3 separate regions of the Zea mays genome follow, and all the other regions are linked to region 3. The links are chromatin contacts, called in public Hi-C maps. All regions are on one chromosome and are shown on one strand. The core of a region is the stretch at or near the end of the contact, and the rest is flanking DNA. Distances in the headings are between cores, read along the strand shown.

Region 1 (4,578 bases), core at 798-3,297, 190 kb after region 3:
ACCAGAAAATCACACAGCTGCTGAATGAACTGAACAAATCGAAAGTAAAAGAAAGAAACAAAATGCTCCAGTGATCAGGCTGCACCTCTCCCCTCAAAGCCATCGGTAGTCCACCATGGACTAGACACTCCAACTCTTCCTTTGAAATGTAATTTTCTTCTTGACTCCTGCTTCCAACATCAGCATTCCCAGTATCGCTCGGCTGCACTTCTTGGCTCGGATCAACCTTATCTACATCATAGAACTCGTCGTCTGAATCCTCTGACAACTTGCCCTCCTCAACTTTCACAGGATGGATTACATCCTTTGCTTGCTGCTTGCTAGCAGAGGATTGCTTCTTCTCGATGCGCAAGCTCATCATCTGCTCGATGTTGCTCAGGGACGGTCTAATTGGCGTCCATATTTCAATCTTTCGTGGTCCAACTACCGTCTTCTCATGCAGTGATTCGGAACCATCATCCTTAGCATTACCACCAGCATCTTGTCCGGATGATTCAGGCTGCCTCTCCAGAAAATTCTTCCACCTGTCAGATCTCTCCTCCTCTTCTTCCTACAAGTGCAGCGTGTCAAGATCATACAATGCAGATAAAAAATCAGGAGTGTGTCTTCTACCTTGTAGATGCCAGCGTACTCCTTGTAACGTTGCAGGTGTTGCGGCCGCACAGCAAAGCCGTATGCATCCCTGATTCAACCATACAGCGTCAGAAAGGAGTAGAGATGGCAATGGGGACCCGATCCCCGATTCCCCGCGGGGAATTCCTCTATTAGGGGACGGGGATGGGGAAATTTCTTCCCCCACGGGGATGTAAACGGGGAAAATTTCTCCCCCGACGGGTAAACGGGGATGGGGATGGGGAAGCATTCCCCATCCTCGTTCCCCGCGGGGACCCGTTAAACTTACATGTGACGATGTTTTCATATAATAGTTAATGATAAAAAATAAATAATTATCTTGCCAAGAGATCACTAGTTGTACAAATGCATTCATTTTAATGTACACATAATGATTTTTACATCTAACAATGTGTATAAGTGAAAATGTTTTACATTAATCACAAATTATAGTATGATCTAATTATAATTTAAGCGGGGACGGGGATCCCCGATGGGGATTTATCCCCGCGGGTAACGGGGATGGGGAAGAAATGTCCCCCGCAAGCGTTCGTGGGGATCCCCGCGGGGAAGTTTTTTCATCGCGGGGACGGGGATGGGGAGCCAAAACCCGATGGGGAATTCCCCGTTGCCATCTCTAGAAAGGAGTGTTCCAACTAAAATGCAGCTACCTAGCGCTTGAAACTCGAGGGTCCTACATGCGCATCCCTCCCAGATTCAAAACAGCGAGAGCTACTTCGCTATAGCTAGTCATATTCACTCCGGATTTGATGAGTACACGACATAATTCCAGAAGCCGCTGTCCCGCCAAAACGAAACCTAAAAACCGCCCGTCCTAGTGCAGGAAACGGCCACAGAAACTCCAGATCTTTTCGAAAAGACAAACGGCAGAGCACTGCAGAGCTCCCGATTCGGGCAGTTCCACCAAGTAAATCACACGAAGCTGAACGCCTACCCTTTCTCCGATTCGCGGAGGGGACCAGATTCCCAGCGGGCGCGTGCAAGCGCGCGGAATTTCCCGCCGCATTTCCAGGGGAAAAAACCGGCAAGAGAAATCCCAGCGCCGCAACTGGCCGAGATCCCCGGGAAGCGAACACAAGTACTCGTGCGTCAAAACCCGCGGACGCGGAGCGGGAACCTCCGCAGCGGAGCAAGTGGGGAGGAGCCCGAACCCGTCGGAAGCTACCGAAACGCGACGAGAGCGGGGTGGCCGGCCGGGTGGGTGACGGGAACGCACCGCTTGTGCTCGAAGGCGATGAACGGGAGGCTCTTGGGCTTCATCCTCCTCCTCGCGACCCCGGCGCGGCGGCGGGATTAGCTAGAGTACGGCGTGGCGGTGGCGCTTTGATCTGGTCTCCTCCGGCTGGACTGGGCTGGGCGTGCGCTGCGCGGGGCGCAGGGGGAGGGCGGAGTAGGAGAGTGTCCGTATCTGCGTTGTGTGGGGGACCTGGGGGTTCGAGGAGAAATGGGGATGACCACCCTCGTGGGTCGCGCCGCGCGGTCTTTTCCTGGTTGACACGGAGAAGTGAAGGAAGGTACGGGGCCCAGTTGCCAGTCGCAGTGTGCGGTGTGGTGTACGCAGTGCGGGTTCCGTGACTTGTGTCCTCCGCGAGACCGAGATCCCGATCCTCCGTGCGCGGCGTGATGGTGCCACCTCGTGTTGTTTCATCCCGGGCCTTCCGGCGGTTGGGCCGTCGCCAGTCCGGTGCCCAGTGTCTTTGCTGAGGATTTTCTTTTTGTCTCCGTGAATGCAACCGACGGCACCTACAGCAAGTTCCCTTCTTGCTGACAAAATAGTTGTTGATAGGCATACCAGAGCTAAAAAGCCAAGCTATATTTCATGGTTCACGGTACAAATTTGAACCTAACTTGTTTGGTTCAACTTTTTTCTGACCAGCTTTTCCGAGAATCTAGCTGTAGGGAGAATCTGGCTGTGTAGAGAATCTGAGTATCATTAGAATTACGTGCGAAGGAAGATAAAGTTGTCAATGAGGCTTAGGATCTATAAAGTGACGGATTACTACTATTGCGACGACTCAACTGATTATATGTTTATGTTGATTTTGAATGTTTTTTACCCAAACGAATTTTATAGAAGCTGGCTGAAAAGCTGAGTGTTTGACAGTCCGCAACAGCTTTTGGTGGCCAGAAGCTGCGAAAATCCGAAACAAACAGGCACTCAATTAGTTGAGGCCGGGAGATATAGATGTACATCTAGACCATCTAAACGTAAGTTTGAAGTTCCAAATTTAAGTGTTAAATTAAGCTCGCTGATGATTTGGGTTGATACGGAGTAAGAAAATTGTTGTTTTGTGCAAACACAAATCAAGTTGTCGATATTTTAGTAGAATATATGAGACTCGATGTTTTTAATACCTGACTCGTGCCTCTGTTCCAGTACTCATTGGTCATTGGCTCATTGCCACTATTACCAGGCATCAAGCTTTGACTACCGCCAATGCTTCTCTTCCCGTGCTCATCTCCAACCTAGAAATGAGCTCAAATGGATCTATCTCTACGTGTAAGCCTTTTGTATTGTGTGTCCCTACAACATTTTTCATGTGTTTGATTTAGAGCTGAAAGTTGGGACGTGTTGGGGACTTGTTTTCAAATGCTATGAGTCAAGAACAAGACAACACAAAGTATTAAATGTTAATGTCCTTCGTCTTTCGAAGCATTATTTCCCTTATGATATAACGATCTTCGGACGAAAGTCATGAAGGACGTACCTTCATCATCATGATATAAGAAAATGAAAAGTGAATCATATGAAACATGAAAGATAACATGAACAAACATATAATATCATTCACATGTCTTCATTATATAAACTTGGATATTTAAATACGATATTTAATTACATTTATACCTTCGGCTTGACAGAAGGCAAAAATCCGAGTGTTGTGCCCAAGCGAATACAAGATAGCGTGAACAGTACAGGGGTACTGTTCACCTATTTATAGGCACAGGACACAGCCTGTGAAAAATAACATTCATGTCCTTTACAAAGGTTTACAATCATAATACAAGTTATCACAGGCCGATTGGTCATTTCATCTTTAAGTCGGTGCATTTGGAAATGAATTCTGAAGCTCTTTGGTTGATAGCTTCGGCTTTGTACCAGTCTTCCGAAGGTGTTTCTTCTTATGGGACCTTCGGTGACGAAGCAGACCCCAACAGTAGCCCCTTCACGGTGCCAGATCATTTTTCGTAACGAGCTCGACCCGTGAAAAACTCTCTTAGGCTTTGAAAGGGAAATGTGCCCTTGGGCCATTTCTAAGTGTTTTGGTGATTTAGTGTCCAACACAAGTGCCTAAGTGTCAAATGGTGGATAAAGTACAAATCAAGTATAAAGGTATGTTTCTCAGACTTAGTACATTGTTTTAGAGACTAATGTATTGTGTCTAAGTGCTGGAAACATGAGAAATCAAATTGGAAGAGAGATGGCTTTGTTCAGCCAAAGTCAGCTCTGTCTGGGTGCACCAGACTGTCCGGTGGTGCACCGGACAGTGTCCGGTGCGCCAGGCTGGCTCAGGCGAACTTGCTGCTCTCGGGAAATAATTAACGGCGTACGGCTATAATTCACCGGACTGTCCGGTGTGCACCGGACAGTGTCCGATGAGCCAACGGTCGCCGGGCCAACGGTCGGCCGCTTAATCCGGGCGCGACGCGTGGCCGAGCCAACGGCTAGAAGGGGGCACCGGACTGTCCGGTGTGCACCGGACAGTGTCCGGTGCGCCAACGGCTCTAAGGCGCCAACGGTCGGCTTCGCCAAATAAGGAAAGAGATCCGCACCGGACAGTGTCCGGTGGTGCACCGGACTGTCCGGTGCGCCAAGCGACAGAAGGCAAGAATTGCCTTCCTGGATTGCTCTCAACGGCTCCTAGCTGCCTTGGGGCTATAAAAGGGACCCCTAGGCGCATGGAGGAGAACACCAAGCATTCCTTGAGCATTGTTGATCACTCA
Region 2 (4,142 bases), core at 223-2,722, 140 kb after region 3:
TGACCCTTACGACCAAATCCAGCAATCAACACCTCATCCTACAGCAAGAGAGATGGTTAGCTTTTTCATTACATAGATCTTGACAATCATTACAAGGTGAATTGGTCAACAGACATACATTCTCCTCGATGTAGTTTAGGCAACCATCATTCGGCACAAAGGCAGCAATCTTCTTTCCATTCTTCACCAGCTGAACACGGGCACACTTACGGATGGCCGAATTTGGCTGCTTGGCCTCAATACCACTACACAATGGAAGCAAACACACCTTAGCCCAAGAACATGAAGTACAACATAACAAAAGCACAGATCATTCCCATATCCGACATACATCTTCTCCAGAACGATGCCCTTGGCGTGAGATGATCCAGCAAAAGGTTTTTTCCACTCATTGCCCAAGTGGCTCTTCTTGTATGCTTTGTCAGCCCACCTCTGGTTCCTGCGGTGGGTCTTGAGCTTGCGCCCAGCTCCCATACCACGTGTCTTCCTGTGATGTGAATTCAAGATCGATAAGTTAACTCACATAAATCGCAGGCTCTGCAACTCATGAACCAGAGTTCTCCATGTCAATTGCATAAACTTGCACACCATGACCAACTCTATCATGCTAAATAAAAATCATATAGCAAATGCACAACCAGATACAATCATGCATCAAAATGTAACAGTGTAAATTCATTCATGAGATAATTTTGACCGAGTTGTATCAGAATTGCAAACATCCACCATTTCACCTATTAGAATGTAAACAGAAGCTACACACGAATCCACTCTTTTAGCTTAGACCAACCAAGTATATCCATCCATCTATAGAACGTTGACCAATGACGAGCGGCGCTCACTTATAAGTTATAACATCATAACAAAAAAAAACATGAATAAACTTAACAATAACAAGACAGATCAAACGAGAAGAGATCCTTAAAACGTCGGATACTCCTTTCACAGAGGACTTGTATGCTACCACGCATAACCTCATGGACCCAAGCGATTGAATCCTAGAGCACATGGTTACACGGCGGCAACGGATTAGTGTAGCTTATGAATATGTTTAGTACTGGCGGCGTATAATCTGACCAGCACTGGACCGTCAATAAGCTCTGGTTTTCCTTTTCGCTCTAACCCGATTCCATTCGCTAATCACATCAGAAAACTGGCTAAATCATAAGCCACGCAGCAAAATCTACGCATCAACGCGAGAAAACAAAGGCTTTGCTGCGGTAAAAGGAACGCCTCGAAACAACGAGCACGGGCGCAGGAGACCACCGGAACGAGAAGGTGGAGACTCACCCCATGGTGGCGGAGGAAGGAACCGGCTGTGAAGGTCGGCGACGCTGCGGGAGCCGGAAGCAACGGGGTTAGAGTTGGAGGCCGGCGGCGGCTACGGGAGCGAGGAGAGGCGAGAAAAACATTTTATAGTAGCGTTGGCAGTTAGGGTTTGCTTGATCTGCGTCACGATGAGTGCTGCGGCTGCTTCGGTCGTATCGTACGGTCAACATGTGAGCGGGATCAGGTTGCGCGATTGGTTTTTGTGTGATCTGTAGTGTCATGTATCATATTTTGCACGATCCACTAAAGAGAAGACTGAATGGTGAGCCCGCATATCAGATACATGTTTAGTATCTTTGAACATCGTATATTTTCATGTGTTAACCTTTCTAACAAAACGTTACACATTTTTTGAATATTGTTCAAACACGTCATTCCAAGCCTTTACAATGAGCAGCGGTTTGGATCGATCCAAACATAGCATGACGTTGCCCACCAGGTCTATGTCGATCCGGTTTGATTATCGTGTCGTGTTTGGGTCTTATACATGTCCATTATGGCGAATTAGGTCACGTGGTTCAGTTTAAATTTTTCGTTATTTTCGGCAAAAAAAAATGTTATATTATGGTTGAACATCGAATATGAAATACAAAATTGACTCAGAAAAATGCTTGACATTACATTTAACGAAAATCCCATGTCGAGCTAAGATTTTGACGTATCTAGTATTTATTTAATCTAGACCTTATGGGTTTTTTTTTTGGAAAATGAAAGAGGATTCCCTGTCTCTCTGCGTGTGGGGCATATGATTTGTTTGATTTTAATAAATAGAATTAGGTTAATAATTCCACTCACAATACACGCACATTCACCCTAAGAACGTATATAAATTCTTTGGGATTGATAAAATCACCATAGACGCATCGGCTATTAACCACTAAACTACCTGTCCTTTTGTATTAGTTTCGTATTGTCATTTTTATCAGGTTAAGAGCAACTCCAAGAGACTAGGTATATGGTTTTGTAAAGGTAAATTTAACTAATATTAAAAGAAAAATGTATCTATAGACTCCGTAAACGACTCTTCAAATTTAGTGGCTCTCTATTTCTCCATCTTTGCTCTCCAATTTTGGATAGTCTGCTTCACTCTCTATTTAGTCCGTAGGTTTACCGAGTCTGTTGGATTAGTCTACACTTTTCCTCTAAAATCTATTTTAGAGAGTAGCTAAATTAGTAAATTTGGCTAGTTTTTTTAGCTAATCTCTTGGGTTGCTCTAATAATAAGACATGCCGGTACAAGTATGGGCTTAAAACTGTTGAACAACGTAGTTGTCGCAGATCCCCGATCCGGACTCCGAACCCTCCCGACAACAGTAGGGACGTGAGAAGTTGTAGAAGCCCGTTCCCTTCCCAGCAATCCAACACAGAGAGGAACAAGAGACACAATAGATGGAAGCTCTTTCTGTCTATCTTTATTATGAGGGGTATGAGTACATATATATAACTTGTGTACCCCTAAGGGCAGTTTCGGTATTAGCCCATTAAACCCCTTTTAGGGTTTCTCAACACTCCCCCTTGGGCGAATACCGTGACGACTTGTGTCTCATCAAAACTCCGAAAAACCCAGTGAGAAAAAAATGGAGAAAGAGAGCATAGTGTCACTTGATGTATTGCACTTGTTGTCTCGTTAAAAACCATATGTGAGAAACTTCAGGAAAACTCACAATGGGAAAAAGAGTACAACGGGTGTCTTCAGGACAACTATAACCTTCAAGGTGTATAATATACGATCTTCAAGTCGAATTGTAAGGGTTGAAGTTCAGGGGTGATCTCCCCCTGAACCCTGCAGGTCTCTCAAATGCCTCATCCCTATACCTCGTACACATTTTCTGAATGTGACTGCAGGTAAGGATTTAGTGAATAAATCAGCCAGATTATCACAAGACTTGACTTGCAGGATTTTTACCTCACCCTCGTTCTGGAGTTCATGAGGATAAAAATAATTAGGACATATATGCTTAGTCATATTGCTCTTAATATAGCTCGTTTCCATTTGTGCAACACATGCAGCATTATCTTCATAGATAATGGTGGGGGTATTTGCGGTGTTATAACCACATGACTTCTGGATGTAGTTAGTCATTCGTCGTAGCCAAGCACATTCTCGTGCGGCTTCATATAGTGAGATTATTTCTGAGTGGTTAGTAGACGTTGTTACTAATGTCTGTTTACACGATCTCCAGGATACAGCAGTGCCACCACATAGAAATACAAAGCCAGTCTGAGATATACCATTATGGGGATCTGACTGATATCCAGCATCAGCATATCCCACCATAGTCTGGTCCTGATTCTTCGGAAAAACAGGCCAAGATCTTGAGTGCCTTTGAGGTATCTAAGTATAGTCTTAACACCTACCCAATGTCTTCTGGTTGGGTCTGCACTGTATCTAGCTAGTAGATTTACCGTGAATGCAATATCAGGCCTGGTGCAATTCGCAAGGTACATCAGTGCTCCAATAGCGCTAAGGTAAGGAACTTCAGGTCCCAACGATTTCTCATCATCACTCTTTGGTCTAAAAGGGTCGATATCCATTTCAAGGGATCTCACGACCATCGGGGTCTTTAAAGGGTGAGCTTTAATCATATTAAATCTCTCAAGGATCTTTTTACAATAGGTCGACTGGTGTACAAATATTCCTTCTGGGAGATGCTCGATCTGCAGGCCCAAGCAAAACTTGGTTTCTCCCAAGTCTTTCATTTCAAACTCTGTCTTGAGGTAGGCGCTGGCCTCCTCAATATCCTCAGCATATCCAATGATATTCAAGTCATCAACATAGACCGAAACTATGCAAAAACCCTTCTGGGATTTTC
Region 3 (4,722 bases), core at 1,024-3,523:
GTCATACACAGTTTTAGCATGCACTCTGGCATAATTACTAGGGATGGTCTCTAACATTATCTTCATTAAACTTCCTCAGTTCATATAAACATAGTAACATATACTAGTAAATCAATGTAAAAAGGCAAAATTATTGAATGCAGATGAGTCAAGGGAAGAGCACATGCATCTTTTTGTTTATGAGAAAAAATATACATCATGATAGATATAAAAAATATTGTGAAAAGCACAGCAACAGAACATGTCTGCTATGCACATCTAGTACTACTTGGCTGGAAGTAAAGATGTGAAAAGGCCAACCTGATTGTTTTGTTTTTCCAGAGGCAAATATGGCATGCCATGGGAAATGTCTGAAGTGATCAAAATCCCCTTTATTGTGCTACTAACACCCAGCTCAAACAGAGATTTCACTGCCACAAGTGAAGTACAGGCTAGCTTAGCAAGAAGCCCAATCAGATTCTGCAACGATGAGACACAATGGTCAGCTCCCTCAACACATATCGAGCATAAACAAGAAGTTATAGAGCAAACATACACTACATGTCGATGGGCTAAGGGCCGTGAGTCCACCAGTGTGGATCAAAGGTAGGACCTTCTCCATAACACCCTGGTGGCAGAGATGATCGACAAGATCAACCGAAGTGCTAAAGGAGTCCGCAATGCTTACCAGGCAAGCTGCAACCTTCTCTACTATCTGGAAATTGATATCGATTACAACCAGAAGCAGAGCATTCTTTACATGATAGAATGATCTCAATTAGATGGGGGACAACAGTACCACTTTGTCCTCAGATTGCAGAAGATTACAGAGAGTTGGGACCGCATCCAGAACAAATTGGGAGCAATCTGACGGGACCTTTTTGCAGGCATTTGCGACAGCTGACACTGCAACCCTCTGAACCATGGAAGTGCGCATCAAATTAGCAAATGCACTAAATTCCCAGTTTCGAATGTGATTATTTCTTACCTGAATACTTGCAGCGAAGAAGTCAATGAATGCCAGCACAGCGTTGATCATGCCAGCCTGCAAGCACTGGGTAGGCTGCCTCCGTGATATCTTCTCAAATGCTTGCAAGCACTGCATACGCAACAGAATGGTCGGATAAAGCGCCTCAAGGTAAATGTGATCACCCGATCAGGCCGTAAGATCTTTCGGGTTACCTGCTCAGCAACATCGACGTACTCGATGGTTAGCAGCCGGGAGCAGAGCACGGGGAGGAGGCCGTGGCGGACGACGGCGTCAGCGGCACGCGGCATGGCGTCGCAGAGGTACGTGATGGCGCGTACGGACAGCAGAATCACGTCCGGGGTAGTACCCGCGCCATCGCCGCCGCCGGCCCGGCGCACCAGCGCTCGCGCGGCTGCCTCTGTGGGGAAGTACCCACCGACGTCCTCCGTACAGAACGATAGCGCCTCGCAGAGCTCCGTGAGCGCCGCCAACAGCGCGTCCTGCCCCGCGCCATCGTCTGCCACCGCGTCCACCATCCGCTGGAACCTCCCGCCCCCGCTGCCGCGCGGCCCCGGGCTCCCGTCCCCATCCGACTCGCACGACGACCCCCCATCGCCATCGCCATCGCCATCGCCATCACCGTCCCCATCATCCGCGTCGACATCAGCATCGCCGTGGTGGCCGGACGACGAGGTGTCCATATCCGAGCCGCCCTGCTCAGCCTGGCGCGCGCCGGGCGGAGGAGCGGCGGCGACCGCGGCCGCGGAGGTCGAGGGTTCCGCTGTGCACGGGCGCTTATCGGCGGGGGGTTCGGGTTCGCTGCAGCCTTCGGGGTCGGAGTCGGGCCTCTTCCGGCAGCGATCCATCGGCGGGCTCCCGCTTGCCGTCGCAGCCCCAGAGCCCTCGCCGATGACGGACGCCAGCGCGCTCCCTTCTTGCCTGACCGCTTTTTGGCACAGCACGGGCAGCGATCATTCGGTCGATCGGGTCCCCAATCGGGGGCGCATGGATAGATACGGGAGGCGTGCGGGTCTTGGTTACTTGGTTTTTAGTCCAAAAGTTTGTTTTGGTTTCGCGGATCGGGGCAAAATCGCGAGACTTTCATGTGGTTCCGGGCGGTTTTGATGCAAAATCCGCGGGCGGTACCAGATTGTTTGGGCATTGGTTCGGCTCCACCGCCATACTGTAGGAGACGGTGCGGCCTGCCCGGTGGTCTGGTTAGACTGTGGAGGCACTGGACTCCACTCTGAAGATGGAGCCGCTGTTCTGCAGTTCTACTCGCTTCCGCACCGGGCTGGGTTGTTTTGACTTTTGAGAGCGTGCACTGGGGTCGTGGGGTGCCTTCGTCGTGTTACTGGCTGGTATGGTGTGTTTGTTCCATCGGGTTAAAACGACTGATCTCTACTAACTATTAAGAGAGTACCGTAGACTGCCCCCGCCTCTCTGCCCCTGTCGCGATCCGCACGCCCGCCCGCCGCAATCCCCGCCTGCCCTCCGCCCACCCGCCGCGACAGCCGCAAACGCCACGATCTGCCCACCCGCCCGCCGCAATCCACGCCCGCCCGCCGCAATCCACGCCCGCTCTGCGACGTGCTCGCCAGGTCCGGGACAAGCTCCATGCTCGCCACCCTGCACAAGGGCCAAGTCGCGCGTCTCCCGCCCCATCGCTAGAGCCACCTGCCCGCCGCGACAGCCGCGAACGCCATGATCCGCCCGCCCGCCCTCCGCAGTCCCCGCCCGCTCTGCGACGTGCTCGCCAGGTCCGGGACGAGCTCCATCCTCGCCACCCCGCACAAGGGCCAAGTCGCGCGTCTCCCGCCCCCCATCGCTGGTGGCTCCGGCTCCCACGGCGGTGGCATCCCGCCGCACGCCTCTCGGCCCCCCTCACTGGCGGCCCCAGCCCCGGCGACACACGGAGAGCGAAAAGGATGTTCCTTCCCTTTTTTGCTCGCTGCTTCCACCAAATCTGCCCACCGGCTCTAGAGGCTACAACTGTCCCGTCTGCCTCAGCAGACGCCTCCACCCTCGCATCGGAGCCGAGCAAGCGCTACACGGAGGTTTCTCGGCTACTTATGGCGAGCGAGGGTCGCATGACGGCGTCGTCAACCCATCGCAACTCATCCATTCCCCTCGTCGAGGGCGTCGTCTTCGCTAACCGCTTCTCCATGTTCTCAATCCACTTTTCGCAGATCTGGGCCAACCGTGACCGCTACTGCGCGCCGAACCCGGACGACGACCTGGTCACCGGCTACGACGACAGGGACATGGTGGTGGAGAACCTGCGTAAGCTCTGCGTGCACGCGTCGCCAACGCCTTCGGTCGCCCCTGGGTGTGGTGGGACTACGCCGCCGACTACCACCTCTGCTGCTCCATGAAGGTATGGACAACAAGTACAACCGCGCCTACGTCGAGGATGCTCACCACCGACGTAATCCGCTCCCCCACCGAACTTCTGTCGGCATGACAGATCTCCTGCTCGGCGCGCAGATCTCCTCCTCGGCGCGATCCACGGCCGAGCCCGCCCATCCCGCCCACGCTGCCCCCACCAAACAACTGATCTGCTCGCCCACGATCTCCATGGAAGGTGGTCGATCGACCTCTCCCCCGCGCTCCTTCATCAACCCCGTCCGCCGCGTCCGCCGAGCCTCGAGATCGCGCCGAGGAGGAGATCTGCGCGTCGAGGAGGTGCTGCTGTTCGACGTGGACGGCCAGCCGTCGTTCGCTCCGAAACGGCAGGTGCGGGGCGGCGGGTTTGAAAGGGAAATGTGCCCTTGGGCCATTTCTAAGTATTTTGGTGATTGAGTGTCAACACAAGGGCTTAAATGTGTATTTATGCTTCTGGAGGAACAAAGTGCAAATCAAGATAAAAGGTATGTTTCTAAGTCTTAATACATTGGTTTTGTGTACTAATATACTTGTCTAAGTGTGGGAAACAGAAAGAAGAAGAAAAGAGAAGCGGTGCAAATAGCTTGGCTGTGTACAGCCAAGACCTAGCTCGGTCTGGAGCACCGGACTGTTCGGTGTGCACCGGACAGTGTCCGGTGCGCCAGACTCACTCGGCGCGAACTGCCCGCTCTCGGGTTTTTCTCTGGCGACTTCGGCTATAATTCACCGGACTGTCCGGTGTGCACCGGACTGTCCGGTGAGCCAACGGTCGGCTGGGCCAACGGTCGACCGCGCAATCCGCGCGAGACACGTGGCCGAGCCAACGGTCGGAAGGGGGGCACCGGACTGTCCGGTGTGCACCGGACTGTCCGGTGCGCCAACGGCTCCCAGATCTGGAACAGTCAGCAACGGTCGGCTGCGCTGTTTATGGAAACAAATCGGGCACCGGACAGTGTCCGGTGTGCACCGGACTGTCCGGTGCACCCGACGACAGAAGGCAAGGATGGCCTTCCAGATTTATTCTCAACGGCTCCTAGCTGCCTTGGGGCTATAAAAGGGATCCCTAGGCGCATGGAGGAGAACACCAAGCATTCCTACAACATTGCTAAGCACCAAGACATCGATTCCGCGCATTTGATTCATTGTGATAGCATCTAGAGCTCTTGTTGAGTTGTGAACTCATTGTGTTGCATTGCGAGCTCTTGTTGCGACTTGTGTGCGTGTTGTTGCTCTGATTTTCGAGTCTTGTGTGCGTTGCTCATTCCCACCTTACTCCGTGCTTCTTTGTGAACTCAATTGTAAGGGCGAGAGACTCCAAGTTGTGGAGATTCCTCGCAAACGGGAAAAGATCAAAGGAAAGAAAAACACCGTGGTATTCAAGTTGATCA

What was found. A called contact is a pair of places that touch in the nucleus more often than the background predicts.
Region 1: a Hi-C map of endosperm shows a contact between it and region 3, with 5 times the contacts expected there. The contact joins the promoter of LOC100278125 here to the promoter of LOC103635779 in region 3. A contact is called at or near these places in 2 of 25 Hi-C or Micro-C datasets (endosperm and leaf).
Region 2: a contact with region 3 is called in a Hi-C map of leaf, with 2.3 times the contacts expected there. The contact joins the promoter of LOC101027156 here to the promoter of LOC103635779 in region 3. A contact is called at or near these places in 4 of 25 Hi-C or Micro-C datasets (leaf and seedling).

Annotation. Positions count from the first base shown.
Region 1 is chr8:120,237,696-120,242,273 of Zm-B73-REFERENCE-NAM-5.0, reverse strand. LOC100278125 reads right to left here and starts at 2,047. Exons shown (of 18, transcript NM_001349967.1): 1 at 1,850-2,047; 2 at 613-682; 3 at 86-550. The coding sequence starts at 1,893.
Region 2 is chr8:120,289,639-120,293,780 of Zm-B73-REFERENCE-NAM-5.0, reverse strand. LOC101027156 (40S ribosomal protein S23) reads right to left here and starts at 1,472. Exons shown (of 4, transcript NM_001294320.2): 1 at 1,291-1,472; 2 at 332-487; 3 at 119-245; 4 at 1-38. The coding sequence starts at 1,295.
Region 3 is chr8:120,431,579-120,436,300 of Zm-B73-REFERENCE-NAM-5.0, reverse strand. LOC103635779 (E3 ubiquitin-protein ligase UPL4) reads right to left here and starts at 2,273. Exons shown (of 17, transcript XM_008658155.4): 1 at 1,162-2,273; 2 at 968-1,078; 3 at 779-895; 4 at 536-694; 5 at 301-459. The coding sequence starts at 1,815.